2 separate regions of the Macaca mulatta genome follow, and region 1 is linked to region 2. A link is a contact called in public Hi-C data. All regions are on one chromosome and are shown on one strand. Each heading gives the region's core, a stretch centred on a gene start, on an enhancer-like site or on the middle of the called end of the contact. The rest is flanking DNA. Distances are from core to core; before and after follow the strand shown.

Evidence for each region. A called contact is a pair of places that touch in the nucleus more often than the background predicts.
Region 1: a Hi-C map of blood shows a contact between it and region 2, with 3 times the contacts expected there. The contact joins two enhancer-like sites. A contact is called at or near these places in 4 of 14 Hi-C or Micro-C datasets (blood, fetal cortex germinal zone, fetal cortical plate and 1 more).

The regions. Positions count from the first base shown.
Region 1 is chr14:75,952,151-75,957,719 of T2T-MMU8v2.0, reverse strand. No RefSeq gene overlaps it. Among named protein-coding and RNA genes, the nearest start is that of GDPD5, 10 kb to the right of the region's middle. Within about 2 kb of position 4,084, at least 6 of the 40 cell types and tissues checked have an H3K27ac peak or open chromatin away from gene starts, as enhancers often do. A contact at or near this core is called in blood, where this site is marked.
Region 2 is chr14:75,662,024-75,667,937 of T2T-MMU8v2.0, reverse strand. ARRB1 (arrestin beta 1) reads left to right here. Exons shown (of 15, transcript XR_013404161.1): 10 at 83-155; 11 at 3,064-3,201; 12 at 4,293-4,393. Among named protein-coding and RNA genes, the nearest start is that of TPBGL, 37 kb to the right of the region's middle. Within about 2 kb of position 1,592, at least 6 of the 40 cell types and tissues checked have an H3K27ac peak or open chromatin away from gene starts, as enhancers often do. A contact at or near this core is called in blood, where this site is marked.

The sequences.
Region 1 (5,569 bases), core at 2,835-5,334, 290 kb before region 2:
CTCGGCCTCCCAAAGTGCTGGGATTATAGGCGTGAGCCACCATGCCCGGACTCCAATAGCTTTACAATTCCCTTCCTTGGCCAGGTGCGGTGGCTCACGCCTGTAATCCCAGCACTTTGGCAGGCCGAGGCGGGTGGATCACAAGGCCAGGAGATCAAGACCGTCCTGGCTAACACGGTGAAACCCCGTCTCTACTAAAAAATACAAAAAAAATTAGCTGGGCGTGGTGGTGGGCGCCTATAGTCCCAGCTACTCAGGAGGCTGAGGCAGGAGAATGGCGTGAACCGGGAGGTGGGGCTTGCAGTGAGCCAAGATTGCACCACTGCACTCCAGCCTGGGCAACAGAGCGAGACTCCGTCTAAAAAAAATATATATATATATATATATATATATATATATATATAAAATAAAAAATAAAAAAAGAATTCCCTTCCCTGCATCTCTGTGACTGACTGGCTATAAGGGATGATGTCTAGGATGTTGGGATCTGTCACAGAGATGGAGAATACAGGAGCGGCTTTAGGGGGAATCAATGATGCAGTTTTGGACAGCGTAGAAAAACAACGTGTTGTGTAAGAGTGACACCATCTTGAAGTTAAACTACCATAATGACCAATGTTTTGCTTTAAGAGATGCTCTAGGCCAAGGCATTCCTATACCAAGGCATTCAGCACCAAGGTGAAGAAACAATGCCGGCAGCATAGACAACCCCTTACAAAAATGCTTATCTAACTTCCCCAGTGGCCACGTGGCCTCAGGTTCTGCAGGGTCTGAGACAGGACCAGCTGCACATTTTACCCCAAAAGCTTGCTATATAAAGAATAGTTTGGCTAGGCGCGGTGGCTCACGCCTGTAATCCCAGCACTTTGGGAGGCCGAGGTGGGTGGATCATGAGGTCAGGAGTTTGAGACCATCCTGGCTAACAAGGTGAAACCCCATCTCTACAAAAAATACAAAAAATTAGCTGGGCGTGGTGGCGGGCACCTGTAGTCCCAGCTACTCAGGAGGCTGAAGCAGGAGAATTGCGTGAACCCGGGAGGCGGAGCTTGCAGTGAGCTGAGATTGCACCACTGCACTTCAGCCTGGGTGACAGAGCGAGACTCCGTCTCAACAACAACAACAACAACAACAAAAAGAATAGCTTGTGGTAGGGCCAGTGCAGGGATCCAGCATCTCACAGCTGCCAGAGACATCACTCTGTTTGTGCGTCCCTACTAAATGTTGCTTTCTGAGAAACTGGATTTGCCCCCCTCTTTCTTCGGCCTCTCAGTGTCCCGGCCTCTGGAGGTAGGTTTGCACAGGGCTGCTCACTGCAGAACAGACACAGTAAGTTTGAGAGGCCTGTGGATCATCAGAAGGAAGCAGGAAATGTGGGTCTGGGCCTTAGCGGGGAGGTCTGGGCTGGAGAAAGAGAGAAATTAAAGTTATGGCAGTAGAGGGTGGCACCCATGAGACCTAATGACTATTCACAATTTTTGATGTTTGTAGTTGAGGAAACTATGACCAAGTGTGGTGGGCTGTATTATTCCTCAGCTCTTCCTTCCACCACTGCCACGGTCCATAGTGGGAGGGTGCAGTGTATTTCCTTGCCCTACTGAGATTGGAAATGGGTTTGTGGCTTGCTTTGGCCAATGGAACATGGGCAAAAAGAGATAGTATAACTGTGCTGAGCCCAGGCCTTAAGAGGTGTCATGAGTTTCTGCTTGCAGTTCCTGAGTTTCTGCTGTCACCAGGAGAAAAGCATGCTCTGGGGAGCCACTGATCCCAGAATGAGACACACGTGGGGCAGCCCTGAACCCAAGAAGCAGCCGGAAGCAGAGCTTCCCCTGCCACTCCAGCCTGCCTGCAAGCATGTGACAAGAAAAAATGTATATATTATTTATTAGCCACCTAGATTTTTGAGTTGTTAGACAGCATTATCATTGCAGCTAACCAATACACCAAGGTAGGGGATGTAATCACAGAAGGTCACGTTAAGTCATAAGTAAGTGAACGTGTATTGCTTGGAAATACGTATGAAATAATGTTGAGTAAAATAAGGAAAGTCTACAATATTACAAACAAACCTCGTTACGACTATACAGAAGGCATGTGTGTGCACTGATCAGAGGGGAGGACACTGGGTAGACTGTCTGCAAGCAGCTCTCCGAGGGATCGCCTCTGCCCCTCCCTCCCTATGTCTGCAGATACAGGTAGCACGGACTTCCTTCTTGGCCCCTGTGAGGGTGGATGAGGACCATAGCCAACCTGGGCCAACCACCTTCTTCCTAGGAATTGGGAAGCAGGACAGAGATGGGAAGCTGTTTCTCTTGGGGTAGGTGAGCCATAATAATATTCATCTTGGCCAGACGCAGTGGCTCACATCTGTAATCCCGGCACTTTGGGAGGCCGGGGTGGGTGGATCACCTGAGGTCAGGAGTTCAAGACCGGCCTGGCCAACATGACGAAACCCCATCTCTACTAAAAATACAAAAATTAGCCAGGTGTGGTGGCGGGTGCCTATAATCCCAGCTACTCAGGAGGCTGAGGCAGGGAGAACTGCTTGAACCCAGGACGTGAAGGTTTCAGTGAATCGAGATCATGCCACTGCACTCCAGCATGGGAGACAGCAAGACTCCATCTTAAATAAATAAATAAATAAATAATATTCATCTTGGTCCTGTTTGATGACACTGTTTTGTTCTCATCTCAAGGTTGTTCATCCCTGTCCTTGGAACTTGGGAGACTCCCTCATATCCTTGCAGTCACTTCCGCTTTATGCTGAAACTCATTCAACTCAGGTTTCTACCACCAACCAAAGAGAACTGACTAAACAGAATCAGAAGAGAACCTGGTGTTGGGGGGCAGAGGTGCTGGGGGAAAGAAGAGAACCTGGGAGGAAGCAGTAGATGGCATTCTGAATTTATGAAATTTCCTTTGGTAAAGTTAACACAAATAAAGGGGTCTGTTTTTGTTACTAATGTGGCACCCCTCTCTCCCCCACTAAACTGAACCCTCCTCAAGGGCAGAGGGCAGGGTCTGATTGCATTTTGCATCTCTAGTGCCAGCTTCAGGTCTGGCATGGACTTGGCCCTCAGCACACTTTCCTGGAACTGAGTTATTCTAGGAAGCCAGGGTTCCTATCACCACCCCATGGTACTGGCTGGTTGGGGTATTGCTAAGTTTTGGCCCTGAACAGTGCCCATGGGTGCCTCTTAAGCACGTGATGAGACAGGTGTCTTCTCTCAACTCTCCTCTTCCTTCCCCCTCCCCTGCTGCTCCTGGAGATAAGGAGGCCCCTCTGTTCTGAGAGGGTGTCATAGGGCTATGTTTTGAAGGAAACTCTATCAACTTAACTGGTAGCTACTCTTCCCAGCAGCGGAGGGGCCCAGAAAAAAAGAGCACCAGCAGGGAGGGGACCCACCTGCATGGGTCCTTCAGTGGCCTCACTTTCAGGGGACAAAACCACCGTGTGAAAGTGTAAGAGCGTCTAGTACTTACAGACCCTGGAGGGCACACCAGAGGTCTCTCTGTCTCTGTCACACACACAGGAACACACACACACATACACACGCACACACAGGTCAGGGAGTACAGCCAGAAAGAGATGAGACTCATGGGCCACCGCCTATATTGGGTCGAGAGTGTCCAGTTTTCCCTCAGGGAGCTTTAACTGTTAGGTTTAAAGCAAGCAGGCACTAGTTCCAGTTGGTCACACTGTGACTGAGAGGTGGTCACTTCCAGTTTACAAGACCATGTCCGAATGGTCCATTTAAAGGAGGCAGCAGGAAAGCCAGGAACCAGCCTGCTAGGTGGGAGAGAAGCCTCTAAGTTTTATCACCAGCCACCAGCTGGAGCTATTCGGGTGGGGCATAGTATTGATTGGAAACTGTGTCAAGGGTGACTGAGCCCTGCTTCTGGTATGAGAACGTTAAATTTAAAAATGAATGCCGAGTACAGACCCTGCTAGGGAAGTCTGCAAGGTCAAAACTCTTTTCGTAATGAGACTAAGGCATCATTTGCCTTTTTTGCTGGGTTGACATTTCCCTGATTGTGCAAAAGCCTCGGCGGCGGCCTCCAGTGCGATGTACAGGAAGTCATCGCGTTTTTCACTGCCACGCCCTCGCAGGGAAACACTGCCAACATCGACCAGGAAAGTCTTTGACGCAGCAATAAAAATGATCCCATTCACAATATATTGGTCCTTGAATATACATCTTTTTAATATTCTGGGAAGCAACATAGAGCACTTCTGCCATATCCGATGCAGCACAATGGTTGTCTCCAGGAAAAGCATTTGCACTTGTTTGAACTGTGAGCTTAACTAGCCACTTTTTTTTATGGAACACCATTTTGACTTGAAAGACATACTGACAGATAAATTATGCTTATGCAGACTTGGGTCTCTGGCAGACATTTTCTCAAGAATGAATAAAATGAATCTGTCATTTCATGGCAAACTGACAGTATTTACTGCTAATGATGAAATCCAAGCTCTAGTGAAAATTAGAATTTTAGAAACCTTGTGTTCACCACTGTGACCTTGGCAGCTTCCCAATACTCAAAGACTTCTCTGATGAGATCGGTACTGATATTAACTAATGTGATTTTTAAAACATAGTATACTAATATCTGTCAATATTTGGAAGACCTGCATAACTTGGTGAACCATTTTTTTCCAAACAGCCAGTGCACTAAATTATAACAGCATGCTTGGACAAAAGATACATCCAAAATGCAAAAGAGTCTAATGTATTTTAATGTAACTGAACATAAAAATTTCTTTGATAGGATTTCAGATTATTTTTTTTTTTTGAGATGGAGTGCCGTGGTGGAATCTTGGCTTACTGCAACCTCTGCCTCCCGGGTTCAAGTGATTCTCCTGCCTCAACCGCCTGAACAGCTGGGACTACAGGCAGGCACCACCATGCCCAGCTAATTTTTGCATTTTTAGTAGAGATGGGGTTTCACCGTATTGACCAGGCTGGTCTCGAACTGCTGACCTCGTGATCTACCCACCCCGGCCTCCCAAAGTGCTGGGATTACAGGCATGAGACACTGCGCCCGGCAGGATTTCAGATTCTAATCACAACTAACCTTCAAAAAAAAAACAGCACTTGTCAAGTTTTGGCTATTATCAAAAAAGAATAGCCAGGCTCAGTAGTTCACACCTGTAATCCCAACACTTAGGGAAGCTGAGGCAGGAAGATTGCTTGAGGCCAGGAAAACACCAACCTGGGCAACATAGTGAGAGCCCATCTGTACCAAAAAAAGAAAAAAAAAAAGAAAAATTAGCTGAGTGTGGTGGTAAGTACCTCTAGTACCAGCTACTTGGGAGGCTGAGGTGAAAGGATCACTTGAGCCCAAGAGTTTGAGGTTACAGTGAGCTATGATCATGCTACTGCACTCCAGCCTGGGCGACGGAGCAAGATCCTGCCTCTACAAAATAAAAAAAAAGAATAGCCACAATTATTTGAAAGGGTTGTTAACATACCCCTTTTCCAACTATGTATTTGCATAAGCCTGTATTTTCTTCATAAACTTCACTTAAAACAACATATTGGCTGGGCGCGGTGGCTCACGCCTGTAA
Region 2 (5,914 bases), core at 343-2,842:
TATCCCCAACCCGGGACGCCTGTGAGACTCCATGGGAGCTGCATTCCTGACTCACTCCACCTCGATTCCTCTCCCTCCTTAGTGCGCCAGTATGCAGACATCTGCCTTTTCAACACAGCTCAGTACAAGTGCCCTGTTGCCATGGAAGAGGCTGAGTAAGTGGGCACAAGTCTGGCCTTGGGCGTGTGGGATTCGGTGGGAAAAAGAGAAGCTCTAGGTGTCCCGTTACAGGTCCAGGTGGCTCTTCTCCACCTGGCAGAGGGCTGGGCCTCAGACTTCCTTGCCATTCAGAGTAGATGATCCCGAAGAGCCTTTTAGAAACCATCCACCTGATTTATCTACAAGAAAATGCATGCTACAGTCAAGGAAGAGACCCACTAAAACTAGAACGACAAAACAAGAGCTAATGAATGTAAGGGGATTGGGGTTGTGGAGAGAAGATAATTACGTTGTACAAGAAACCTAGGTTGAAGGGAAATACTTTGTTCTTGAACTTTCTGGTAGCCAGGGCAAAGTGGGTAAGGCACTAGGTACACAGCTCTTGTTTGATAAAGGGGTAATCCAGCTCATTGGGTGAAAGAGGTTGTGTGGGGGAGTGTAGAGCATAATTACACACACACAATCCAGGTTTGAGGAGAACTACTATGGTTGAGCATGGACTGAACTTTGTCCCAAGCTTGTTGGCAGCTGAGGCAAGAGGAGAGATCTCAAGTGAAACATCTTTACTTGCCTAAAGGAAGTAAATGCTCCCATTCAAAGACACACACATTTTTTGTCCCCCCCTGGCCCTGCAAGTAATTTCTTGGAGCAATTACACCCGATATAATTTTACATGTATATGTGTATTTGTTTATATATAATTCCAATCAGTATTTCTTGCAACTTAAAACTTTTTTTTTTTTTTTTTTTGAGACGGAGTCTCACTCTGTCACCCAGGCTGGAGTGCAGTGGCCGGATTTCAGCTCACTGCAAGCTCCGCCTCCCGGGTTCCCGCCATTCTCCTGCCTCAGCCTCCCGAGTAGCTGGGACTACAGGCGCCCGCCACCTCGCCCGGCTAGTTTTTTTTTCGTATTTTTAGTAGAGACGGGGTTTCACCGTGTTAGCCAGGATGGTCTCGATCTCCTGATCTCGTGATCCGCCCGTCTCGGCCTCCCAAAGTGCTGGGATTACAGGCTTGAGCCACCGCGCCCGGCCAACTTAAAACATTTTTTAAATGTTACTACATGGCCTTTGAAATAGTTTTTAATGTCCTATAGGTGAACATGCTATGATTAGATCAAGCATTCTCTGGTTATTGGATATTTTTCATATCCACTGTTGATTTTTTCAAAAAAATCAGAGCTATGAGGCATAGATTCCTGATGGTAAAGTGAAATGATCTAGGACCAGAGTAACGTATAATCCCTAAAGAGTAGAAAATCGCAACCACTGCAGATGGTGCCAGCGTCTGCATAACGAATACCAGCAGGGATGGCTGGGGAGGCATTTGCATTCACAGACTTGTTTACTTCTCAGGAAGCACTGTGGGGCTGGGGTTGCTGCTGCCCCAGTGTGTAGAGGAGGAAGTGGCTCAGAGATGTGACTTGCAAGCTAGCAAGCAGCAAAGCTGGGGTTGGAACACAGCTCGTCCGACTCCAAGGCTTGTTCACTATCTGCTGCATGACAGCTCTCTCATTGGAAAGGGTGGAGGATAGAACAAAAGCAAGTAAAAATTGGACAGTCAAAACGCCCTATGTATGATGGATGTGATCAAGCAAGTAACGTTTTAATTGTTGAGCCTATATGATGGGTATATGGCTGCCCAAATAGCTTCATTTATGGTTTGTGTGTAGCTATAATTTTTTCTTTTTAAAATTTGTTTAGAGACAGGGCTGGTGCTTATGCCTATAATCCCAGCGCTTTGGGAGGCTGAAGAAGGCGGATCACTTGAGGTCAGGAGTTTGAGACCATCCTGGCCAACATGGCGAAACCCCATCTCTACTAAAAATACAAAAATTAGTTGGGCATGGTGGTGTGCGCCCGTAATGCCAACTACTTGAGAGGCTGAAGTAGGAGAATTGCTTGAACCTGGGAGGTGGAGGTTCCAGTGAGCCAGGATCACACCACTGTACTGTAGCGTGGGCGACAGAGCGAGACTCTGTCTCAAAAAATAAAATAAAAATTAAATAAAATAAAAAAATTAAATTAAATTAAATGTTTAGAGACAGAGTTTCACTCTGTTGCTCAGGCTGGAGTGCAGTGGTATGATCATGGCTCACTACAGCTAGCCTCGAACTCCTGGGCTCAAGTGATCGTCCTGCCTCAGCCTCCCAAGTAGCTAGGACTATAGGTGTCTGCCACCATATCGGGCTAATATTTAAAATTTTTTGTAGAGATGGGGTCTTGCTATGTTGTCCAGGCTGGTCTCAAACTCCTGGCCTCAAGCAATCCTCCTGTCAGCCTCTCAAGTTGCTGGGATTACAGGCATAAGCAACTGTGCCGGCTGTGGCTGTAATTTATTATTATTATTATTTTTGATATGGAGTCTTGGCTCACTGCAAGCTTCGCCTCCCGGGTTCATGCCATTCTCCTGCCTCAGTCTTCCAAGTAGCTGGGACTACAGATGCCCGCCACCACACCCGGCTAATTTTTTGTATTTTTAGTAGAGATGGGATTTCATCATGTTGGCCATGCTGGTCTCAAACTCCTGACCTCAGGTGATCCACCCACCTCAGCCTCCCAAAGTCCTGGGATTACAGGCGTGAGCCACCGTCCCCGGCCAGCTGTAATTTTTTAAATGAATACGCTTTTCAGCACTGTGCTGCTTGACTTGGACAATCTTTTAGAATATCCCAGATTCAGTGCTGTTTGTGCATAGAATGTAGATAGATGTGCCTCTTTTGAGTGGCAGTGGTTCTCCTTGCCTGAGCTGGGCTGGCCCAAGTGGTCCGTGCATCTGGGGAACAGAGGTTGGGAGAGGGAGACTTGGAGCAGGCCCAGACTAGATATTCTGCTGGGCTGGAGATCAGGGGTGGGGTTGGCTCTGGGGAGGGCCATCTCCACAGCTGCTTCCCTTCTTCCCAGTGACACTGTGGCACCCAGCTCGACGTTCTGCAAGGTCTACACACTGACCCCCTTCCTAGCCAATAACCGAGAGAAGCGAGGCCTCGCCTTGGACGGGAAGCTCAAGCATGAAGACACGAACTTGGCCTCTAGCACCCTGTGAGGACCTGCCCTCCTAGTCCTGGGCTCCTAGTGCACCTTGCCTGATGGGGCCACACCCTCCTTGGTCCCCCCAGTTCAAAGACAAAGCTCAGGCTACCCTCTCCACAGCCTTGTCAGGGCCTGTCCTCAGGTGCTTGACTTGTCAGGGAAGCTGCCTCCTTGCTCCCATTCCTACCCAGGGGTGACTGAGAATAAGATGGACCAGTAGGCCAGCTCGCTCAGGCAGTGCTGGGCTCTGCTACCATGCCTGGGGGAGGGCAACCTGGGAAGGCTTCCTGCAAGAGGTGGCAGCTTCTGACATAATGCCTTCAGTCAGATGGGGTGTCCCTGAGGAGAGACCAGGGTGGTGAGCTGGGTTAGACCCAACATGAGGTACCCCTCCAAGTCAGGGGTCCCAGGGCATCTTGTCACTTCTGCTGCACGGTCATCATGGATGCCTCTAGGCTACTCTGCTCCAGCAGAGCCCTGGCTATGGGGATGCCATCTTGCCCTCTTGCGAGTGTGGTCCTTCAGTGGGGCTTTGGCCTGAGTCTAGAGCAGCTGCCACTCCAGCACAGACTCTCTCAGCTCTCCTCAGCAGCCCCTGCACAGCCTCCCACTTACCTGAAGCTTTTTGCCCTGTCTCCACACTGGCTCACACCCTATCCACCTTCAAGACCCAGCTGAGGCACCACTTCTGTGGAGAAGTCCTTCTCTGACGGCCCCCACCCCATCCAAGCTGCCTGGCCCTCTGTGAACGCTGTGTGTGGCCGTTTCTGCCCATGGGTTGCTGAGAGAAGCAGAATCCATCTGAGGGGAGAAGGAGCCCGGCCATCACTGCGGGCATGCTGACCTGGGCAGGGAGAGGGGCTCAACAGGGCTACACAGCGAGCGAGTCTCACAGCCAGACTTGGAACCGGGGCTCTGGGTCCCTGCTACCTAAGGGCACTGCTCACCTTCCTCACCTCCACTGCACTTTACTGGACATGGTAGCTGAGTGGCCAGCCAAATGGGGGATGGATGGCCACTGCCCCCCAGCACACCCACCCCTGAGGTGTCTCGCCCACCTGGCAAGGCCCCTGAACCGGCTCCCCTGTGTCACTTTGCAGGTTGAGGGAAGGCGCCAACCGTGAGATCCTGGGGATCATTGTTTCCTACAAAGTGAAAGTAAAGCTGGTGGTGTCTCGGGGCGGGTGAGTGCTCTAGCCAAGCCCAAGACCCTGGTGTGCAGAGGGGAGCGTTGCAGATGCTCACAGGCCCCTGCCCCATTCTGCCTGTTTGCAGCCATTTTAGCTGCATCCACCTTGGAGGAGGAACCTCCTGTCCCTTCTGTTCCTCTTTCTCCTCCCCTGCCCGCTTTTCCTCTCTTCCTTCCTTGGCCCTCAGCCCCTCTCTTACCCCCGGCCATCTCTTTCTCTCCTCCTTCTCCTCCTCTATCCTGGGTCTGGGCTCACACTGAGGATTGGCCATGCCCAGGGGACGGCGTCCTCAGAGTCTATGCTGTGGGGTGCCCAGGGGTGCAATCTCCTCATCACACTGTGGGCATGGCACCCACCCCCATGCATGCCCAAGCTAATTTTCCGAGGAAACAGCTAAAAGGGCTCAGAACCCAGAGCTGGATTGCGGATTTACTAGCTAGTCAGCTTTGCCTTTTTACAGATGGTGAAACAGAGGCCCAAACAGTGCCCCAAACATTGCCTGAAATCTCCTCCCTAACTCAGGTCATGGGCTGGGGTCATAGCAGTGGACCAGACTTCCCTGCCCTGGAGCATAGTTTGGTGGAAGCTTGGGGAGAAGAAGAAAAAACAACTACGTTTCTTTTTTGTAACTTAATTCATAAATTTATATGAAAAGATTGAAAAGCTAAATCTCATTAGACATTGGGTCTCCTTGATTATTAGAAGAATGCCTCTTGGCAGTGGCAGTGTGTAATCCTGACCTTATATAATAAAACATCTCAAAATTACAAATCCCAAATCCTGTGTCTGGTGACCTTTCAGGATCTGCAGTCCCTCAAACATTCTTGGCAACTCCGGAGTCCTTCCCTCTGCCTTTAGATAGCCCAGCCTCCCTTGGGGCAGGCAGCACTGGGGTTAATTTTTACACTGCCTTTACAGATGAGGATCCTGGGGCTCAGGGGGTTTGCTGAGCTGGGTCTGGATCCCAGTCCCTTGGGGCAGGGCTAATGCCATTTCAGTGTATCCCTGAAAGAGCAGTCAGGGCTGTGCAGGGGGGTGGGTGGGAGTGTGTCCCATGGGTCTTCTCTATCTGGGGGATAGCAGAAGTGGTGAATGAATGTGCTTTTTGTTTTCTTCCTCTCTCCTCTCTGAACTCTCTCCCAACCACTTCTCCTGCCTCCTCTGACCCACCCAGCCTGTTGGGAGATCTTGCATCCAGGTAAATTCCTCCCTTCCACCGTTCACCCACCTTCCTGGAGGGCCTGGAGCCCATTGGGTTGACTGACCAGAATCACAGGGCACTGGGTTGGAAGGAATCTTAGTGGTCATTTCAGATTGCCAGGTTCAGGTGTGAGCTGGGAGACACAATTTCTCTTTAACAAACCTTACCTTGCTCTTCCATCCCACCCGAGTGACAGGGACCTTTACAGAGAGCAAAGCCTGATTACATTGATACAGGGAGTGGCCCCCAAGAGAGCAGTTTGAATTACTGATCACCTGAATTATAGGAGCTTTTGGAGAAATGCAGACTTCATGACTTTCAAACTTCTACA